Linked DNA regions of Zea mays: region 2 is linked to region 1. The links are chromatin contacts, called in public Hi-C maps. All regions are on one chromosome and are shown on one strand. Each heading gives the region's core, a stretch centred on a gene start, on an enhancer-like site or on the middle of the called end of the contact. The rest is flanking DNA. Distances are from core to core; before and after follow the strand shown.

Region 1 (3,100 bases), core at 466-2,965:
ATATTGCCGATATCATTAAGAGGAATATGGTTGCTCCAAGAACATCGCTGTTTGCATGCACTGTGGGACAAAAACCAAGCAAAGCCAAATTCTACCTGGACGATACATTTGAAGTGGTCGCTATGCTGAGCGCACTTGCAGATGCCACTGGAGCTGAACTGAAATCTGATTCGGCTGATGAATTGGCGGCATCTATCTCATCACTTGATATTGGTGACGAACAATCAGAATCCAGCGATACACCAATTGGAGGGTCTTAGCCAGTTTTCTCTTGAATTTCAGAATATAATGATTATTTCAATAGTCAATTCTACAGAGGGGAAGCTTCTCAATCTGCTGCACTCCAAGTTTATCCAGTTGGGCAAGATAGTAGTCTGTCGCTGCAAGGCGTAGATCCATATGTTCATAGCTGACTCGCCGACTTGGCATATTCTTTGACTTTCTCATTCCTGGTTGAAGTAAAATGAAAGCCTGACAGAAGGAAAGGGAACTGTGTGGCTGAAGTAATTGGGGAAAGTTATAGGAGTGGCAAATGCTAAAGGAGCCCGTGCGCAGCTTCTGATATGATCCCTTATTAACATGACATTACAAAGTGGTGTCACTTTTTGAACTATCAGTAGTAGGTAGTAGCAATCTCAAGGGTGAGGTTTAAATTGATTAGTTGCTTCAAAACCAGATTTTGGCTCCTCTGTGTTTGGGTTATATTTTAATTACTAGGTGAGTGCCCGTGCGTTGCAACGGAACCGAATAATAACACGATAATTTAGTACTTCCTTAGGTTTGTTTAGGTCCAGTATTATAAATATCATAATCTCTTAAACATAAAGAGGTTCTCGTAATTTTGCTACATAGGCACTTCTTCCGTCAATTTGCTACCTCTAATGTTCGAGTTTTTTTTGTCTTGTCTTGTTGCTACAACAGATTCATGTGCTGCCACAAGTGAGGATGTCAGCGCATGACACTACATCTGTAGGCAGATCTGTTCAAGTTGTACATTGACGCTGTTGGTCACATCAAACCCTGCGCAAGGAATAGTTTGGATGGAGCATTCTTCTCCCCTGTGAAGGGTGGGGTGCCATCAAGCAGCATTGAACCATCACAACCCAGTATCTTACATGATTCCTATGATTAGTAGCTGAAGAAATGTGAAGTACTAAGCATATGTGCAGATTCGATGGCACTTGCATCGATCGGCGCTATAGATTACCACATGATCCAAATGCGGTAATAGTCCCACCAAAGATTCAAACGGTTTTTTTAAATATATATATAATACCAAAAAAACTGCCTTCCGGTGGCTAATTCGAATCAATATAACGAAGTAACTGAAGGGAGAGAAGTTTCAGATAAATAAACCTTTATTTCAAGGCGAGGTATCATATGTGCTAGAGCAGCCCGGATGCAGATACCCCAAACGAGATGCTTACCGTGAAAGCACGACGCATCCCAATCTTTGGAGATTTGAAGAATCCCCGGCCTCCAAGAAATCAAGAATCAGCAGGAAATCTGTTTCGCTCGCTCACTCACCAAGTTTATCTTGGTCCCCTCCTGGCCGGGAAGATATCGGTCAAATATAATGATATCTATAATGCTATTGTATTATATGTTGGTAATAAGTCGTGTCAGAGTGGGGAAGAAAAAAAAAGAGTCGCTAGCTGGCAGGAATGTTAGTTGAGTTTTCGTTTTCTTTTAATAATGAAGACGAAATATCCGTTGAGCTGAAACTGGCAGAGCAGCCTGCCCTGCCTGAAGCCACAAGCGGCCTGGAAAACCAGAAGCCGAGCCACCAGGAACGAAGACAAAACAGACAGAAACAGAAGGCGGGGGCCTCCCATTTGGTTCCCCTCCCTCCCCGTTCCCAGGCTTCCAGTGGGCAGGGCAGCCACTGGTTCCACTCGCCCGTTCAGCTATAAGTTAGTCGAGACAGGGCCTTGCACTCAGACTCATCAGTTCAATTCAATCCAATCCAATCCCACCCTTCCCCGCCCCTTCCAAGAACTTCAATCGTCCAACAAAAGCAGGAGTCGCATCCCAGATCCCCCCGCATCAGAGACAGGCAGGGAGGGAACCGAGATCCTCCGTCCGAGTCGATGGAGTCAACGGTGGAGCGGATAAGCTCGTCGGTGCAGTCCTGGGTGAAGGACCACGAGCTCGCAGCCATCGGTGAGTCAGTCTCAGCCTTTGTTGCGGATCCACCACTGCTGCTTAGTGTTCCGTTTCCGTTCTTGAAGACGATGATCTTCTGCTGAAACTGAAACCGCTAGCTGTCTGCCTGTCTATGTGCGCGCGCACGCCCAGGAGGCGTGTGGGCTGCGGCGGTGGGCGCTTCGGTGGCGTACAGCCGGAGGAAGGCGCCGCAGCACTCCTGCACAGAGCTCGGCAGCACTCCCGCATAGAGCCAGCGCGGGATCCGCGGCGGGGGCGAGATCCGGGGCGGGGGCGGCGGGGGACGGTGCCTCGGTCGTGGGGGAGGGGCACGACGGGGGCTAGCGAGCTGCTTTCATGCGCGCGCGTGGGAGGGTGCGGGGTCAGGCGGGGGCAACCAGGGTGTGGACGGGTGTGGACGCTGACGCTACTATCTTAATAGAGTAGTATAGATATGAAATGTGGATTTTTTAACCTTAGCTATTTGCAATGTTCAAGGACAATGTCTAATTACGACCTACTTTTTTGGATTGCTTTTAATTACAACCATCTGAGATGGACTCTTGAACAGGTTTTCATCTACAGCAAAATAATCGACATAATAGATAAATATGGGCTACAAGTACATGACTCCATTAAAGATAGTGAGGCAAGCATCTAACACACTATTCATGCCTCAAATCAACAATTAGTAACTTGAGACCCACATTAGCATGCTCGTTTTTGAACCACTGCATGCGCTTCCAACATCGAGTGCATACTGTTGGCGCCTAGTAAACTATAGTATAGCTGAAATATGGGTTAGTACACGCCATTATAGTTTTGTTGTTTTTGAAGCACGCTGCACACCATAACTATTCGTGAAACTATATCAGTGCCATTATAATTCTCGCGAAAGCTGAAAATGCCATTATATACGTCTGCTGAAAATGCCATTATATAAGACGATGGAGTT
Region 2 (3,623 bases), core at 784-3,283, 150 kb before region 1:
TCTTAAATTGTCTAAGTTTACAGACAACATATGTATTACAATTTACAAGTCAATTTTATCTTACATTGTCTACGTTTACTCTGTGCACAATACATTGTCGTGGTTTCCATTTAGCATTAGCCAAGAATATAAATTATAAAACATAAATACATATATGTTCTATTGGTTAGATAGGTGATGTGGTTTGGAACTAACAGCCATACAACAATGATTTGAATCCTTGTTTATGTATAGTTTTAGCTTTTTTTTACCGTGTGACTGTAGAAGTAGACTGGATAAATCTGTCGCCGTCCGTTTCCTATCCTGAACAATTTGCGAGTTCAGGACTTCACGCACAGCCCTATGAGTTGCGTGTCCTTCCTTACGTCCACAATATAAAACAACAAACGAACAAAAACGAAAACAGTGAAAGGAGAAAAAAGAACCTGGAAAACTGTGAGGCCTGGTGCCTCTGGCCACATCAACTGTTCACACTTTCAAACAAAAGCCGGAAGTCGGCAGCTATTTGAACTCTAGAAACTGGAGATCTTGGAATCTTTTGCATGCGATACATGCCGCCAAATTACAGGACTGGAGCATACGGTTCCAAGTGCATGAAACGAGTAGCGTTATTTTTGTCCCTTTCATGCATTTCACTACCTGAAGCTGGGCTGACAAACACACAATACTCAAGACTCAAGAAGCACGCAATACTGCAGTGCGCGCACGCCCGCAAACAACAGAGCACCTCAAAAGCGAGGGCGGGTACGCCCTCACAGCAACAGGCCACAGCTTTTCCGCGGCCACGCGTGAAAAGGCCACGTCGGCACGTAGGCCCAGAAAAATAACGCGTGGAAATCAGCGTCCACGTCGGCTCCGGACACGCCATGATGGATGCCGACGCCCGCAGGGGTGCGGTGCGGATTCCGAGCCGGTTGGTGGTCTGGTAGCACGGCAGCAGCCAGCAGGCTCAGCCGCTCAGGTGCGCAGTGCGCTGCGGCGGGGCGGTGGCAGTGGCACGGGAGGCGTTGTTGAGCTCGAACCAGACCTGCCGGAAGACCTTGACGATGCAGTCGTGGTGCTCGTCGGCGTTGAGCGACAGGTAGCACGCCAGCAGCGTCTCCAGCTCGTCGGGACGCCCCACCATGCGCTTGCTCGCGATCATCTCCACCATGGACGCCCGGAACGCGCGATGCGGGTCCCGCGTCCGCCGCACCACCGCGAACCGCTCCAGCTCCGACACCGCCGCGGCAGGCGGCCTAGGCGAGCGCACACGCACCGTGGCCTTCGCCGAGGAGAACGACCGCCGCCCGCTGACGGCGCGCCGGCGCCGGCGCCGGCGGTTCCGTGCCGTCGTCCGCTTCTCCTCGTCCGTGTCGGAATCGGAAGGCAGTGGGGGCAGCGTCGGCGTCAGCGTCCGCACCGGCGCCGGTGTCGGCGGCGCCGCCTTCGGGTTCGGGGAGAGGGAGACGAGGTGGCCGAGGTGAGGAAGGTCGCGGTCGCCACCGACCGAGTAGTGGCGACGACTGTGGTACAGCTGCCGCGCGGTCGCGGTCGCGGCCTCGGTCCTGGCGTCATCGTTGCCCACCGAGCGGCGGCGCGGGGCGATGCCTGCCACCGTGTCCCCGCCGGTAGCGTCGTCGCGACGGCAAGGGACAATGCCGGCTGCCTCTGCGTCGGCGGCGGATGATGACGAAGAGGCCAGGCTCAGGCTGCTTCGCGACGCCGACGCGGTGCTGGGGCTGGCGGGCTTGTGGAAGCAGGACGGGAATGCGGTGGCGGCCTGAGCCGTGTTCTTCGCCGCGGACGACGTCGCATGCACGACCTTGGTAGCGGGCACGCCGTTCCTGGCCGTGAGCTTGGCAAGCCATGCCAGGGGCAAGAAGGACGAGAAGCTGGCCTTGCTCTTCCCCTTGCTCTCTTGCTCCAGTGGTTGCAGGGATTCCTTGTGCCGTTGCTTACAGCTGCTTCTAAGTCCCCACCTCATGGCTGCGCGGCCGGGCAACAACTGGGGTTCTTGACGAGTTGGCGTTTCGTAGCTTGGGCGCTTTGGCTGGCTCTTCACCTTGGAGGCTGCAGGGCAGTGTTTGAGAGGGGCTGGGATTTTAAAGTGGGAGGTTTTTGGCGGGCTCAAGGCTCATGGGGAATGTGAGGTGGTTGGTGTGGCCGTGAGCCGTCTGGGTGCTATCGGAGATTTGCAACTTTCCGTAGAACAAAACGAAAGAAAGAGATTTGCAACGCAACTTGAGTTTTGAACTGTGAAGTGGTGAGAGCTTTCTGCCACGCCACAAGAAGTAGGGGCGAAAGTGCCTGTTTCACTTTTTTTCTTTCTCGGCGCTTCTTTCTCGTGCATGCGTGCTCCTGGGCTATGGCTGATTGATTTCCGTGATTGATGCCAGTGATTTTGAAGCCCTCTGGGCAGGAAAGGAGTACAAGTGTAACAGCGTGCTGCTACTATCTCTCGCTGTTTTTTCTTCTTCTTTTTTTCTAATAGGGGGGCCATGCAGATTAAAGAACAAGTGCCGGTCGTACCGCACTGCAGCCTTGCAGGAGTATGTGCAGTGCCTGCCGGAACATGGGCCCGAGCGAGTGTGCGGGCGGATTCTGTGCTTACCAAGATCTTGGACATCGTCCCACCTAATATCAGATCAGGAGATTGGCTGTGCATGGCTGGCACTAGTTCAACTGCTTAAGATCCGGTGTGACCCGCCCGACAGACCTTTGCGTGCGTGCGTGCGTGCGTGCGCCTGCGGCCTGCGCGCATGGATTTCGCTAGGGCCATCTTTGCGTGCACGCTCCTCCAATTGCTGGTCGTGGCACTGGCACACAACGACAGACACACAAAGCACCTCCAACGAGCAACCTCACACACACACACACCCCATGGCCCATGGACCATGCATGCACACACAAAAACACCGCCACGCGCCATGCGTTTCTTCTTCTCATCCCGGAGGCGGAGGAGCTCGCGCCACCCACCGACAGACAGTCGCACAGAAGTGCAGAAGCAGCGCGCGAGTGGCAGTGGCAGACACGCGCAGCGCAGATTGGGAAATTCGGACATGTCTGCTCCCGGCTACTGTTCCCGTTATTTCTCGCTGCGCCGCCTCTGCTGGTGCGCAGCAGCGAAGCCGAAGCGAGCACCGCCTGGCCTCGCGGCTTCATTGTTTGAATCGAACGGCGTCCGGGCGTCCTGCCACCCGGCGCCTTTTCCAGTTTTCTGACCGGCGACACGACGGCGGTCCATGGTAATAGTAAAGGAGTAAAAAGTAAAAAAAAAAACCGATGGTCCTGAGCAGATGCGGCGATGCGACAAACTTCTGGGGACGGTAAGCAGTAAAAAAGACTGATCGAGGTCCGCCTGCGTGCTTCTAAAAGCTTCTGATGCGCGCGGCACGCTGTTTCTGTGAATGAAGTATTCACAACTAATGCTTGTGTTGCGGAGGTCGCATTACTGTCTCACAATGCTACAAGCCTACTACAGAGGTTTCCGCTTTCCAGTACGCGTGGTCTGCTTGGCGTCGGTCGGACGAGGCGAGGTCTAGTACACCTTTGGTTCAAGCTACATGCCCAGCGCAGCGCTTACACATGACACGGCTCTGTTCTGTGGCACCCGGGCATGCAATGCAGTGCAGGTCAGTCAG

Evidence for each region. Hi-C and Micro-C count contacts between places; a contact is called where the count stands out from the background.
Region 2: a contact with region 1 is called in a Hi-C map of bundle sheath, with 4 times the contacts expected there. The contact joins the promoter of LOC100383186 here to the promoter of LOC118476738 in region 1. A contact is called at or near these places in 5 of 25 Hi-C or Micro-C datasets (bundle sheath, ear, leaf and 2 more).

The regions. Positions count from the first base shown.
Region 1 is chr3:203,065,255-203,068,354 of Zm-B73-REFERENCE-NAM-5.0, reverse strand. LOC118476738 reads left to right here and starts at 1,715. Exons shown (of 2, transcript XM_035966411.1): 1 at 1,715-2,163; 2 at 2,265-2,685. The coding sequence starts at 2,091. The coding sequence ends at 2,584. It overlaps LOC103651208 (probable alpha,alpha-trehalose-phosphate synthase [UDP-forming] 7), which reads left to right. Exons shown (of 3, transcript NM_001301547.1): 3 at 1-482. The coding sequence ends at 260. LOC100283972 reads right to left here. Exons shown (of 1, transcript XM_034059761.2): 1 at 3,001-3,100.
Region 2 is chr3:203,213,628-203,217,250 of Zm-B73-REFERENCE-NAM-5.0, reverse strand. LOC100383186 reads right to left here and starts at 2,033. Exons shown (of 1, transcript NM_001175849.1): 1 at 508-2,033. The coding sequence starts at 1,966. The coding sequence ends at 950.